Linked DNA regions of Mus musculus: region 2 is linked to region 1. A link is a contact called in public HiChIP or PLAC-seq data. All regions are on one chromosome and are shown on one strand. Each heading gives the region's core, a stretch centred on a gene start, on an enhancer-like site or on the middle of the called end of the contact. The rest is flanking DNA. Distances are from core to core; before and after follow the strand shown.

The links. HiChIP or PLAC-seq counts read pairs in DNA pulled down with a chosen protein or histone mark.
Region 2: a FOXA1 HiChIP or PLAC-seq map of pancreatic cancer cells shows a contact between it and region 1. The contact joins two enhancer-like sites. A contact is called at or near these places in 3 of 39 promoter capture datasets (the 3T3-L1 cell line and the C10 cell line), 1 of 484 Hi-C or Micro-C datasets (the G1E-ER4 cell line) and 1 of 115 datasets of contacts at active chromatin or transcription factors (pancreatic cancer cells).

The regions. Positions count from the first base shown.
Region 1 is chr2:157,498,821-157,503,144 of GRCm38.p6, forward strand. No RefSeq gene overlaps it. Among named protein-coding and RNA genes, the nearest start is that of Gm14279, 22 kb to the right of the region's middle. Within about 2 kb of position 1,756, at least 54 of the 459 cell types and tissues checked have an H3K27ac peak or open chromatin away from gene starts, as enhancers often do. A contact at or near this core is called in pancreatic cancer cells, where this site is marked.
Region 2 is chr2:158,216,064-158,220,387 of GRCm38.p6, forward strand. D630003M21Rik (RIKEN cDNA D630003M21 gene) reads right to left here. Exons shown (of 14, transcript NM_177657.5): 3 at 370-1,714. Among named protein-coding and RNA genes, the nearest start is that of D630003M21Rik, 11 kb to the right of the region's middle. Within about 2 kb of position 2,383, at least 8 of the 459 cell types and tissues checked have an H3K27ac peak or open chromatin away from gene starts, as enhancers often do. A contact at or near this core is called in pancreatic cancer cells, where this site is marked.

The DNA.
Region 1 (4,324 bases), core at 506-3,005:
AGTTTAGCTGTCTGTTCATCATCCCTGCTGTGTGTGTGTGTGTGTGTGTGTGTGTGAGAGAGAGAGAGAGAGAGAGAAAGAGAGAGAGAGAGAGAGAGAGAGGGAGAGAGAGAGAGCATGCATGCCTCTGTGTGTAAAAGGCAGGAGCCTACAGTGGATATCTTTCTCAGTTCCAGGGATCCACTTGTCTCTGTCCCCTCAGGTCTGGGATTATGACGCCATGTCACCAGTCCTGGCTTTTGTGGGGCTTCTGGGGAATCTGGACATGGGTCCTCATGCTTTTGTGCCACACACTTTACTGAAAGAGTCATCTACACAGATCTTACCTTGTTTTTAGAATCAGGGTTGCTCATTGGCCTGGACTTGGCTGGATTAGGCTGGGGTGGCTGGCCAGCAAGCATCTGGGAGCCACCCTTCTCTGCCTCCACAGTGTTTGGGTTACAAGCACAAGAGCCATTATGCCAGGCATTTCTATGTGATTCTGGTTTTTTCTTTGCATTATGTGTATGTTCATGAACAAGATTAGTTTCCACCTTTTCTGTCTTTCTTCATCTGACTGCTTGTCTATCCATCTACCATCCATCCATCCATCCATCCATCCATCCACCCACCCATTATTTATCTATACCTGTCTGTCTGTCTATCTATCTATCTATCTATCTATCTATCTATCTATCTATCATCTGTCTATCTATTATCTATCATTTATTTATCTATCCATCATCTATCATCTGTCTATCTACCTACATTTATCTCTATCTATCTATCTATCTATCTGTCATCTGCTATCATCTATCATTTATTTATCTATCCATCATCTATCATCTGTCTATCTATCTACCTACATCTATCTCTATCTATCTATCTATCTATCTATCTATCTATCTATCTATCATCTACCTACTTACCTGCATATGCACATATACATTCATATATCCACCCACCCATCTATCCATGTCAACAAATATGAGCTGAGTAGCTACCATGTGCTTGCTGAGGGCAGAGAATTCAAATTCCCAGTACACTCTGAAGAACCTGAGTCCACTCACACCCCAAGGTGATTGAGGGTGACAAAAGTTCACCAAAAGGGTTTTTGGGGATCACCCTTGGAGTGTGTCTTTCTTTTTCTTTCTTTTTTTTTTTTTAAAGATTTATTTATTTATTATATGTAAGTACACTGTAGCTGTCTTCAGACACTCCAGAAGAGGGAGTCAGATCTTGTTACAGATGGTTGTGAGCCACCATATGGTTGCTGGGATTTGAACTCCAGACCTTCGGAAGAGCAGTTGGGTGCTCTTACCCACTGAGCCATCTCACCAGCCTGGAGTGTGTCTTTCTTTCTGTTACCTACTTTTCCCCCCTTGCATTGTATCTTTCCAGCTTCAACATGCCAAGGGAAGGCCGTCCCCCTCCAGTGCCCTTTACCCACTCTTCTTGAATCCTGCCACCTACTTATGAGGCTCCTGAGACAATATTTCCCTCCCTTTGCCGCTGTGTTGCTTATGCCTGCCTGTGGATCATGCTGTGGAGTTATACCCACACATGTCAACACTTCCCATGACTGTCTGGAAGCTTCCTGAAACATTGCATCAAACCCTAATGAGCAGCTCACACTGGAAAGAGTTATATGGACCTCGGTGTGGTAGACTTTTTGGTCCTTGGTTGGTGGCCTCTGTTGCTTTTAGATCTGTGGTGACACACCCTGGCAGAAGTGTGAGGCAGAGAAAGTCATTGACCTCATGTCATGAGAGGGGAAGGGGGAGGGGCCAGGCACCACACACACTTCCCATTTTGTGTCACCTCTAAATGTTACACCCGTCACCCACAACACAGCAAGTCTTTGGAGTCTCTGGGCTCCAGCTCCACCTCCTGCCTCCCCTCTCCATTACTCCCTTCTCTCTACTCCTTAAGTTCAGACAGCTCTTCCTTCCAGCTTTCTCCTCCGGGCCTGTGTTCACACGCCACTCCTCCCTGAGAATGCCCAGCATCTCCCCTCTCCTGGGGTTCTGGAGAGGAGCCAGAACTCCTTCACCTCCCTCAACTGACCTATAGTCCCCACTTGCTGACTAATGTTCCTTTTGATCCACAGGTCACAGGGAATGGAAGGGATACTGGGATCTGACCCACCACTCCCCACCCTACGCTCTGGTGGCCTCCTGGTGGCCTGAGTCCACCATGTCCACCCCACCCCCTGGACTGCCAGTCAAATCAGCTCTTTCCTCTTGAGCCTCCTGGTTTTCCTTGTTCCCTTTTTCTCAGGGTTCTCTTACCTGCTGTGTCCTTCCCAGGGCCTGAGGTCCACTCAAACTTTGGTTTCTTCTCACCTGAGAGACCCCCACATCCATTGCCATGGTTGATGAGCAGCCCCTCTTGCTATAGCCCTGGGGACATTTTTCCTGGGCACTGGGGTTTGGCTTTCTCTGTGAGCATCTTAAGGTGGTGTCTACACAGGTGGGGGGGCAGCACAGGAGGGGACATGGGATGTATGGACATGCATCTCTTCTGTAAGTGCTCTGATTCTCTTCCCCTGCTGCCTCTGCTTTTTCTCCAGAGTTAATATTTAATCTCTTAGTGATACACGGCTTCGTCATCTTCGTATAAAAAGTAAAGTCCTCCCTAGGACTCTGAGTCACTCTCTCTCTTTCCTGTTCTCTGCCCCACTCAGCTTCTGATTTCTCCCTGTTCCCTTTAGATGTGGTCATCACTGTCTCTGTCCCAATGTGGTAGTGGTAGTCATGATGACAGTGGTGGTGACGGTGGTGGCAGTGGTGTGTGTGTATTGGAGGTGTCCCAACAGGAAAGTGCCACTTTGATTGACACTCAAATTTAGGAACATTTGTAATGAATTTACAAAGCTTGAGGGCTGGAGAGATGGCTCAGTGGTTAAGAGAACTGGCCTTGCTCTTCCACAGGACCAAGGTTCAATTCCCAGCCCTCACATGATAGCTCACAACAGTCTGTAACTCCAGTCCTAGGGAATCCAATGCCCTCTTCAAGCCTCCGAGGGAATTACATGCATATGGTGCATAGTCACACCTGTAGACAAAGCACTCATACACATAACATTCAAAATAAAACAAAAACCATTAAAACATCAGGCATGGAATACAGGCTTATAATCTCAGAATGCCAGAAGCAGAGGCAGGTGGATATCTGGAAGTACTGGCACAGCCAAGGCTGCAGAGTGAGCAACTCCAGTATCAAAAAAAACAAAAACAAACAAAAAAAAAAAACAACAACGAAGAGTCTACAAAGGTCTATGCTGCAGGATGTGGGAGCAGAGGAACCTGAGAGGCTCTGCAGAAACATAGAACAGACAATAGTAAGACTATGGCCACCTCTGTCTGCTGAGGGACGAGGGCAGCAGTGACCAGGACCTGCAGGAGAGCAGAGGCTGCCTGGCTGGCCACCTAAGGAAAACCAGAAAGCCTCACCACATCCTACCACCCAGGACATCCATTGGCTAGATTCACACGGAGCCCACTGATGGCCAACAGTGTGACCGCTCTCTTTGGGGCAGAGAGAAGGATAGAGGGTAGCTCTGGAAGCTTCCAGAACATTCTTGGAGTCCTTTGTTAGATTTGCTATCTGTCCATTTCCCTACCCATCTATCTATCCACCCACCCACCCACCACACAGGCAGAAGGACCTGAGAATGCTCACCCTCCTGGTGAGCCAAGCAGTGTAAGGCACCTGTTGGACCCCAGCTGGGAGTCTGCTTGCCCCATCTGGCAGGGACTCATCTTGCTCTCCCTTTTCTTTTAATTTTCTTGTTGACAGATATTGCCCCCACCCCCACCCCCACCCCCAACCCCGCTTCCGGGCTCTGACTTCATCTTGCTCAGCGCAGCTCCATCTCTCTCATCTCTCTCCAGAGGAGAGTTATTGAATTTTGCTCAGAGGCTGTGTTATTCTTGCTCTGTGTGTACGTGCTGGCTGCCCCCACCCCCACCCCCTCCATGTCTCTCCTTTCCCGGAGCTGATCTGAGGTTGTTTTTGCTTTCATGGATCCTGGTCCCCACCTCCTTTCCCTCAGAGGAAGTCCCGATTGTCTCCACAGCCTGCAAAGCTGCCACACCAGAATCTTGGCCTGGAATGTAGCCCAGGCTGGCCTTAAACTTGTGGTAATCCTCCTGTGCTCACCTCCTGGGTATTGAGATTAAAAGCATGTGTGGCCACACCTGGGTTTTTTCTTTCTGTTTTCATTTTTAGCCCTATTTTATCCTTACTCTCCGACTTACTCTTTCATTGTTCCTTTCATTCCTCCCACCCCCACCCCCATCCATGAAATATCTAGCCACAGACATGTAATGCCTGTGTATCA
Region 2 (4,324 bases), core at 1,133-3,632, 720 kb after region 1:
AAGGGACAGCGTTTCCTCTCCCACCCAAGTGACAACACAACTTATAGTGTGATCTGCTCTCTGCCAGTGATGCTAAGTTATTTCCTTCAGGCGCATCTTTGAACCATCAGAGCATCTCTGAGATATAAGTCCCCAGCAGAGAAAGAGGCCTAAATTCAGAGAGGCTAAACGTCTGGCCAAGGTCACACAGCATGCCCCAAAGCTGGAATGTGAACCCAAAAAACCCCAGTAGTATTGCTCAGCTGGACAGTAGTGAGATGTCTTTAGCCCCCTGAGAGTGGGACAGCAGTGTGGCCCTGATCCTCACAGCCCGAGTCTTCTGCACCAAGATATAAGTCTGCCTTTGTCCTGCTGAATGTGGGCTCTTACCTTTGCCTGGGGCCTTGGCTTCACAAGGCTGCAGAGAGTAGAGGGGGCACAGGGCCTTCCGAGGCCTGGCATGCTGGAGTAGGGCCTTCTCGGGGGTCACATGGGGTACCCTCTGTTCTTTCAAGAAGGAGAACTGGAGCCCAGGAGCGGGGGACCCATGGAAGGAGGCGTTCTTATTGAGGCAGTCCTCAGGCTTGGAAGCTCTCCCATGTCCTAGTGTGGTCTCCTCTGTCTTTGTCTCAGCCGCTGGGGATCCAGGGCCAGCTGAAGACAGGAGGGGAGAGAATGCTTGTCTTGGCCCAGGCCTGAGCCGAACCATGGCTTCTGGCATTCCCACAGGCTTTTGCATCTCAGAGGCTGCTGGTTCTTCCTCAGTGTCTTCCACCAGGCCAGAGGTACAGTCCGGCAGCTTCTCCGGGACACTAGTATGGGGCTGCTGTGGCTGTCGCACTGCAGTGTGGCCAGATGCTTTATGCCTGGCCTTTCTCCTTGAGCCTCCGCTACAGGGCTTCTCCCCTGAGCCTGCTGGCCTTTCACATGCCCATCTTCCCAAGGGAGGTGCCCCAGCAGGCCCCGAGAGAGGAAGGGTCTTTCCAAGCAGAGGTGCCCCCTTAGTTCTGGGTCTTGTCTCCTGTGATTTTTGAATATCTACACTTAATGTCACTACCTCACTGTCTGGGGATGCCCCTCTATACTCTTGGGGAAAGCCCAGGAGAGCCACATAGTCCCCCTCCAGGCTCTGGCTGGCCTCACTGTCTGTCCTAAAGGCGAGCTGACCTGACCTTGCTGGCTCCACCTTGATGAGCCCTGGATACTTGTCCCCAGACAACTTCCCTTTACCCTTATCCCAGATCTGGGCCACAGATCCCTTGCCGCCCAAGTCACCAGCCTGGTATGGCTCCTGGGGTCTGCTCAGATGGAGGTCTTCTAGTGGACAGGAGTCCCCGTCTGAGGAAGGGACCTTCACTATTGGGGGTCTGTCATCTACAAACTCTGGACTGGTAATCTTGGTCCAAGGCACAGGTGTGATCCCATTTTCTGAAGCCACGAGACAGTTGTGTAAGGGACGTCCCTCAAAGTCATTGTTGATGGCCTCCAACCATTCTGGGGTGAAAATGAGAGAGTAGGAGGACTCAGGAATTGGCTTCTTGTCCACCTCACGGAGGTCTGAAGAGAGACACTTGAGTGTCATGTGGACAGACTGCTCCTCCCAGGACTCTACTTGAAGGTAGAAATCACCCTGACGTAGCAGGAGTGGATTGAGTGGTGCCAGGTGTACCACAACTTCATCCCGCAGACACAACGGCCAGCCCTCATGCAGGAAGAGGCAGTGGGTATAGAGGGCCTGCAGAGAGAGTTGGGGGGGGGGAAGCATAAGAGAAACTGGCTCCAGGGGACCTTGGCTTTGGTCAACTTCCTTCCCTCTCCCACATGGGACCTCAAATAGCCAGGGACCAGGCAAAGGCAAGAGAGATGCCCAGAACGAGGCACCAAAGAGGCCTTTGCTCTCAGAGTGTGTGAGGTCACTTGTTCCTACCCTTGGTGTTGACTTTGAAGATGCTTGCTAGCCTCCTGGGCCTGAGGGAAGGCCAGTGCTCCAAGTACCAATCAGCAGGTGCCTTCCATGGCAACCCTGCTTGCTTCATGACCCTCTCTTCCCATCTACCCTAAACTTTTCCCAACCCAGCTAGACCCTCCCTCCCCTCAAAGCCAGAAAGACATGGATCTGAGGTCTAAATGGGTTGTTTATATCTGTGACTGAGCTGCTCTGAGATTTGATCTCTCTATCTGCAAATCGGAGTTGAATAAAACACACTGGTATTTCTGGGCTGGTGTGAGATAGATCGAGTACGGATGCAGAAGGGAACATGAATTCACTCCCTTCTGAAAATACCTGCTTGTGTGCATGTGTGTGTAAGTGTATCAAAGCAAACATCCATGGGGAGGTCACAGACTAACTCTGAGGCCTGGGTTCTCTCCTTTCATCTTTGTGTGGGTTCCAGGCATTGACTTTGAGTCACCAGGCTTGGGTGGTGAGAGCCTTTGACTACTGAGTCATCTTGCCAGCCCAGGTGTCTGGTTTTCAAGCTGAGCATTTAAAATGACACAGAGACAGTACTGAATGAGAAGTCGGGAAACTTGACCTACCTCTGCCTTGCCAGACCAGCACCTTAAGATGGCCATTGCTAGATTAGCATTCTGCCATTGTAATCTCTCTTGCCTACAGGGGTGGAGGTGTGGCGCTTCAAAGAGGCAACATGAATCCCCCATAGTCTCAGTAATTACGTCTTGGTTTGAAGCAGAGAGCCTGACTTCAAACGACCTACTGTGTGCTTGTTTTTGCTCCTGTCTATTCTGAGGTGACATGGATTTGTCCATGACAGCCAAATCAAAATTAAAAATAAAGACACAGAAAGGCTGTAAATTTGCCACTGAGAAAGGAGGGGACAGGGAAAGCATGGTTTTGACTTATTTTTCCTTTTAAGACAGGGTCTCTCGTGTAGCTCAGGCTGGCTTAGATCTTCCACTGTAGCTGAAGATGACCTTGAACTTCTGATGCTCCCGCTTCTGCCTGCGGAGTGCTGGCATCATGGGCATGCATCACCATGCCATCTAATGTGGATGAATGCAGCCCCGGGGCTTTGCATATGTCAGGCAAGCCTTCTACCAACAGCGCTATGTCTCCAGGCCTGCCCTTGTGGTTTGGTCAGCTGAACAAAGTGACAGTTGTGTGGCTGGTCAAGAGGAGGTAAAAGGGGGTGGGGTGGGAGGAGGATCTTCATGCAATAGGGTCAGGGAGCCATGGAGAGGCCATTGGCAAAGGCTTCTGGAGACACTGCATTCTACTATTCCCATTCGGGTGCAGTTGCCATGGGGTGGGGGCATTCCTACTAGATGCTGTGACTCCTAGGATTGGCAGCGTGGCTCTTGTTGGGGGTGGCAGTGGGCAGGGGAGCTAACAATTGCTCAAGAGGCATCGGCAAACCTCTGAGGGACGAGGGCAAGGGGAATCAGAAGTCTGACTCTTTGGTGATCACCTTACTATTGTCTTAAAACGAGAGAGGGGGGACAGAAGGAGAGAGAAAGAGAGGGAGAGAGACAGACAAAGAGACAGACAGATAAAGAGACAGAGAGACAGAGACAGACAGAGACAGAGAGATAGAGACAAAGAGACAGAGACAAGAGAGACAGAGACAGAGAGACAGACAGACAGACAGACACAGACAGACAGACAAAGACAGAGACAGACACATGACTCAGAGGGTTTGGTCCATCTTAATACCCTGTTCCTCTGGTCAACTGTGATTGGTCCAGTCATGGACACATGACCACAGCTTGGCCAATTAAGATCCTTCCTGGGACTTCTCTCTTTACAGCTCTTGTAGCCTCTGGCCAACAGAGAGAAGCAGAGGCAGGAAGCAGCAGAATGTATCTTCCGGTGGGTTGACTGGGTCGGCTCAAGCCTGATTGGGGACTAAGTTGTTTTCCACTACTGCCTAAAACATTTGGTTTCTCACTTTGCCCCAAGAGTCACCACCCTGAAATCTCAAGAGCTTTTCAGGGCTAAAAGTGACAGTGTCTTTGGGCAAGCTCTGGAACATTCTCTGGCCTCTGTGGAAGCCATCTCATCAGAGCCAGAGCCAGGTGGTACCACGCATGGTGCCAGCACCCAGGCAGGCCCCTCGAGACCAGGCAAGGTCAGTAGACACCTGGATTTACCCCTTGTTGGTAGAATGCAAGTGCCATTGGCTGTAAGGCGTCAGAGGATCGAGTCGACTAGCCTTCTCTCTCTACTGACAGGTGGCCTTTCCCTCCGATAAGCAGTGGTTCTTGGGAACTCTCCCCACAGCCACCATATTTCTTGTGGGGGAGACACACCTTGCCCATCTCTTTCTCTCCTCAATTCCAGCCCTCAGGCCTCCTTAGGGAGCCCATTACCACAGCCCAGGCCCTC